Regions from separate parts of the Pan troglodytes genome. Here region 2 is linked to region 1. The links are chromatin contacts, called in public Hi-C maps. All regions are on one chromosome and are shown on one strand. The core of a region is the stretch at or near the end of the contact, and the rest is flanking DNA. Distances in the headings are between cores, read along the strand shown. Region 1 overlaps SYN1 (synapsin I). Region 2 holds the start of CFP (complement factor properdin).

Region 1 (2,642 bases), core at 96-2,595:
TTCAGAGGGATGGAAGATCCATGGGAAGGGGCTCAACAGTAGGGGTTTCTTGAGGATTTGGAAAATTATGATGGGAAATAGGTGTGCTGGAGAGATTTGGGACCAAAAATAGGGTTTTCCAGGAACTTTAGGGCTCCAGGAAGGGATTCTGCAATGGGTTGCCTGGTATTTGGGCACTTCCAGGAAGGAAAACGCCCTCTGGGGAAACCAGGGGTGGAGGTCTTCAGGAATGTGGAGGTTCTAAAACAGAAGTAGATCCTGAAGTGACCACGAGTGGGGTTCTAAAAGGACTTGGGGATTCCACATGTGAGAACCGGATTTAGGGCCAGGAGGAGTCAGGTTTCTCAAGGTACTCGGGGATCTTGAGGAATGAGAGGTGGAATCTTGGAGAACCGGGAGATGGGTTCTCAAGGGATTTGGAGACTCCAAAAGTGAGAAATGGATTCAGGGCCCAGAGAAGGGTTGCCCAGGGATTTTGGGGTTCTCAGAGTGGGGTATCAGTCGGAGAAGAGGCTGGCGAAAGACTTCCTCAGGCTGCGGATGGTCTCAGCTTTCACCTCGTCCTGGCTAAGGCTGGGCCTGGGCGGGGCTGGCTCTGGAAGGTTGAAGGCATTGGTCAGAGACTGGGATTTGCTAGAGAGAGACAAGGTGGAGGCGTGGGAGGAAGGGGGAAGAGGAAGGGGAGGAAGGGGAGAGAAACACAACGTTACCCCAGGCCCAGCCCCAGCCCTGCCCCTCTGATCCTGGGGCTGTGCCTGTGACCTCCCCACCTGCCACCATGGGCCTGGACCCTAACAGGTTCTCAAGGCTGGGAGCACTCAGGTGGAGTGGGTGGAGTCCTGGGCCAGGGAGGCGAGATCTGGGACAGGCTGGGAGGACTTGGATCCAGGGTGAAGTGTGGGATTCGTGGCAAGAGTCCTGGGCAGAACCTTCTCTGTGAATTCTTGGCTAGTTTGATACAAAGGGGAAGATGAGCAGGGAGGTTTCCAATCTAAGGGTGAGGTGTCTAGGAGGGCATAGAAAGGGCTTGGACCAAGGACAGGCTGTTGGGCAAGTCAGCCTAAGGCAGAGCAGCTGGGTGGGGCAGGGAGGACGTCTGAGCTGGGATGGGAGTTGGAATGGACCAGAAAAGGCAGATGGGTGATGATTCGCGGGGAGACTGAGATGGGCCAGAAGGATGTGAAGGAGGAGGAAAAGTATGAGGATGGAGTGGGAAGAGCCAGATGATAGGAGGACTAGGACTCGGGCCAGGAGTTTTAGGGATGGGTTGGGGGGGGGGCAGTTTGGCAGGGAAGGCTCTGGGCCGGGCAGGAAGTTGCAGAGGGTGGGTCAGCCAGGTGCCTGGGAGGCCCTAGAGGAGGAAACTTTCCCAGGGCCTTTGAGGAGGAATTCGAACTGAGTGCAGTTTCTCTGGGATTCTGGCACCAAATTCCTGGGGTGGGGGTGCGGAGCCTCTGGTGGGCCGGGAGGAGCCAAAGCTTGGGGGAAGGGCTTGGCTCAGGCTGGAGAGAGTTCGTGGGACCCCTGCATAGGACCTGGGTCTGAGGAGCAAGGGAGCTAGGGCTGCTCTACTGGGGCAGCGGCCCGCTTTGTGAGCAGCAAGGCGAGGGCTGCTGTAGGGGTCCCCTTACTTGAGCTGGGGGTGCGGAGGTCCCCCTGCAGCGGCGGTGGCGGGTGGCGGCACGTCCTGGCTGGGTTTCTGGGCCAGCTGTGGTTTGGGACGTCCAGCGGGGCCCGGGCCGCTGGGCCGAGGCTGCTGCGTGGTGGGTGGCCCAGTGCGGGGCACGGGACCCGCCTGGCTGGCCTGGCGTGTGGGGCCGGCTGGGCCTGGGGGTTTCTGGGGCGGGCCCTGGCGCTGCTGCCCGCCCGGTGGGGCCCCAGAGGCCTTTGGCGGAGCCGGGCCAGAGACGGATGTCTGACGGGTAGCCTGTGGGGGGCCCGCCTGGCGCTGGGGAGACGGAGAGGCGGGCGGGCGGGCTGCTGGAGGCGCCCCGGGGCCTCCCGCCACTGGCCGGGATTGGCGGCCTTGACCCTGGGTCGGCGGCGCGGCCTGGGACGCGGGCTGCTGGGGCGCTGAGGTGGGACTTGGAAGGCGCTGGGGCAGGGGGCTGCCAGCTGGGGGTCCAAGGCCTGAAAGGTGCTGCTGGCCCTGCGGCGGCGGGCGCTGCTGCAATGGGGGTCCCTGGCGCTGGGGGCCTGGACCCGGCTGTGGAGGGCCGCCTGGGGGACAGAGGGAGAGAAAGAGCACACGTGAGAGTGAGCGGGTAAGAGATGGCGGGCTGAGGGAGGGGACTGCGACCGCCAGCCTCTCGCTTACCCTGTGGTGGGGGTCGCTGCTGAGCCGGGGGCCCTGCGGGCTGCTGGGAGGTCTGGCGGCCCAAGGGCAGGGCCCCTGGGGACGGAGTCTGCGGCAGAGGAATGGAGCAGGAGAGGTTAAAAATAGTTACCAGCCAGTGGAGCATCAGCCAGTGATGACACAGGTTCCCTGTGCGCTGGGTGTTGCCCCACTTGTGGCTGAGCTGAGGGTACTCTGGGTTGTGGGGTGGGGGACCTGTTCCCAGGGGCAGGGCAGGGAGGTGCTCAGGGAAGTCAGGGCAGCAGCTGCTTATCAATGTTTTAAACAATTGGCAATCGCAGCCACA
Region 2 (2,642 bases), core at 73-2,572, 57 kb after region 1:
GCTCCCCATGCCCACGGTGTATCTGGGATATATAGTAAGCAAGCAGAAAACAGGTCTGGCATACGGTAAGGGCTCAATCCATGCAAGCTGGAAATCATGATCAGGAGACTAGAGCTACCCTCAGAAATCCTCAAGCTCATCTCCCAACCCTGCCATGCAGCTGGTATACAGGGAGTGCTCAATGAATGTGAAGTGTCATCATAATTAGGGGCCTAGAGCTGCCCTTTGAATTCCCCAAACTTTCCCGCCCCCACAGTGTGTCCATATACAGTAAGCACTCAATAAACATGAGCTGTCATCAAAATTAGGGAAATACCAAGCTGCACCCCACCTGCAATGCTTCCAGTGTGCAGGAGGTGCTCAATATGTGTGAGCTATGTCAGTGGTTCTCAATCAGGGGTGATTTTGACCCCCAGGGGACATTTGGCAATGTCTGCTGACATGTTTGGTTGTCACAGCTGGTGGGGAGAATTGCTACTGGCATCTAGTGGAAGGCTAGGGGTGTTACAAAACATCCCACAATACACAGGTAAGCAATCCCCTCCCCCAGCCAAGAATTTCCAGCCCCAAATGTCAATAGTAACAAGGTTGAGAAACCCTGAGGTATGGTCACGATCAGGGCCTCAGGGCCACCCTTGGAAGTCCCAGAGAAAGAAAGTGCCCAGTTTTGGGTGACCCCCCCAGACAGTCCTTCCCTCCACCCCATCCCCCACCCCAGGCTCCCCCTAACCTGCAAGGCTGACAGAGCCCACCATTACGTTTCTGGTAGGCAAAGGCAGTGTTGAGACAGCAGTCTTCCACGCTGACACCACCCCCCAGGAGGCCCTTGCACTTGCCGGAGGATTCTTCATACTGGGTGAAGCAGAGCACGGGGTCTGAGCCTGTAACAGGGCCGGGGGGATGGGTGGGTGGGGCTCGGTCAGGGATGTGGTGGGCCTGGACACCCCTGGGGCCAGCTGGGCCCTCACCCCCTCACCTGTGGCTGGCAGGGTGAGCAGCAGGAGCAGCGGCGGCAGCAACAATCGAGGGGCCTGCGCTCCCTCTGTGATCATGTTGAGTACTGCCCCCTGCACCTCTACCAGAGAGGAGGTCCCGCTTTATCTGGGTTGATAGGCTCCTGGAATCAGCAGGGAAAGAGGAACCTAGAGGCAGGAGGAACTGGGAGGGCATCCTGCTTTGACCCCACCCTGTCCCCTCTGCCTCCTTCTCTACTCTCCCCTCCCCATTTCCTGTCTTACTCTTGGTCTTGTTCTGTTTGTTACTGTATCCCCAGCACCTCGCGCTCCTCCCAGCAACCTCACAGTGTTCAATAGAAGCTCCTAGGACAAATTCTCACCCAGAGGAAATGGAGCATAGGAGCGTGCAGCAACTTCCTAGCCGTGTGACCTTGGGTGAGTCACTTAACACCCCTGAGCCTCAGTTTCCCTATGTGGAAAATGCATAATCTCTAACATAATGACAGGGTCAACCTCGTGGGGGTGTTGAACCAGGGTGAAGTGAGTGTGCCGTGCTCAGTATGTTCCTGTTCGTGGGGGTGGAGGGAGCATCGAGGCAGTTGCTCCACCTTCCACCCTCCCTTAACCTCGGCCCTCCTTTCCTGAGAGGTTCCCTGTGGTCAGCTTGTGGTCGGGGAGGTCAGCACAAGGGAAGTGAGAAAGGGAAGTGGCAGGAGCCTGGGGAGGGATTCAGGAGGGGAATGGGGTCTATCCATTGTTCCATGGGCCCAGGTGGGGACAACACCAGGGTCTGGGGTGATTAGGAGGGAATAAGCTGGGCCATATTCCATCAGAGAACCCTCGGGCAGATAACACTCCCCTTCTGGAGCCTGTTTCCCCTCTGTAAAATGTGCTCACAGACAGCACCTACAACATAGGTAGGGTGTGTTGCAAAGATTGCGAGTTAAGCTTTTGTTTGTTTTGTCGAGATGGAGTCTCACTCTGTCGCCCAGGCTGGTGTGCAGTGTCACGATCTCGGCTCACTGCAACCTCTGCCTCTCGATTTCAACCAATTCTCCTGCCTCAGCCTCCTGAGTAGCTGGGATTACAGCCGTGTACCACCATGTCCAGCTAATTTTTGTATTTTTAGTGGAGACAGGGTTTCACCATGTTGGCCAGGCTGGTCTCGAACTCCTGACCTCAGGTTATCCACCTGCCTTGGCCTCCCAAAGTGCTAGGATTACAGGCGTGAGTCACCGTGCCCGGCCAGGAGTTAAGCTTTTGGAAAGTCTTTAGAACAGTGCCTGGCATATAGTAGGTGCTCTGTGTTTGATAAATTTATTCAACATTTATTGAGCACCTACTGGATGCCAGATGCGGTTCTTAGCATTAGAGCAGAGAATAGGACAGACAAAAATCCTGGCCCTCGAGAAGATGGATAATAAATGTTGCCCCTCCTCACAGAGGCCTTCCCCATACCCTTGTCTGGCATCCCTGTCACTCTCTAGCCCAGTAGCCTCCAAACCTGTTTTTTTGTTTGTTTTGTTTTAAAGAGACAGAGTCTTGCTGTCACCTGGGCTGGAGTGCAGTGGTCTGATCATAGCTCATTGCAGCCTCAAACTCCTGGGCTCAAGTGATTTTCCCACCTTAGCGTCCCCAAGTAGCTGGGACTACAGGCACACACCACCACACAACTAATGTTTTTAT

What was found. A called contact is a pair of places that touch in the nucleus more often than the background predicts.
Region 2: a Hi-C map of induced pluripotent stem cells shows a contact between it and region 1, with 2.2 times the contacts expected there. The contact joins the promoter of CFP here to the enhancer-like site in region 1. A contact is called at or near these places in 3 of 7 Hi-C or Micro-C datasets (induced pluripotent stem cells and a lymphoblastoid cell line) and 1 of 1 other capture datasets (stem cell-derived neural stem cells).

The regions. Positions count from the first base shown.
Region 1 is chrX:48,009,481-48,012,122 of NHGRI_mPanTro3-v2.0_pri, forward strand. It overlaps SYN1 (synapsin I), which reads right to left. Exons shown (of 13, transcript XM_016943248.4): 11 at 2,318-2,405; 12 at 1,632-2,220; 13 at 1-595. The coding sequence ends at 568. Among named protein-coding and RNA genes, the nearest start is that of TIMP1, 8.5 kb to the right of the region's middle. Within about 2 kb of position 1,346, at least 5 of the 24 cell types and tissues checked have an H3K27ac peak or open chromatin away from gene starts, as enhancers often do. A contact at or near this core is called in induced pluripotent stem cells and stem cell-derived neural stem cells, where this site is marked.
Region 2 is chrX:48,066,067-48,068,708 of NHGRI_mPanTro3-v2.0_pri, forward strand. It overlaps CFP (complement factor properdin), which reads right to left and starts at 1,323. Exons shown (of 9, transcript XM_521039.8): 1 at 977-1,323; 2 at 731-881. The coding sequence starts at 1,052.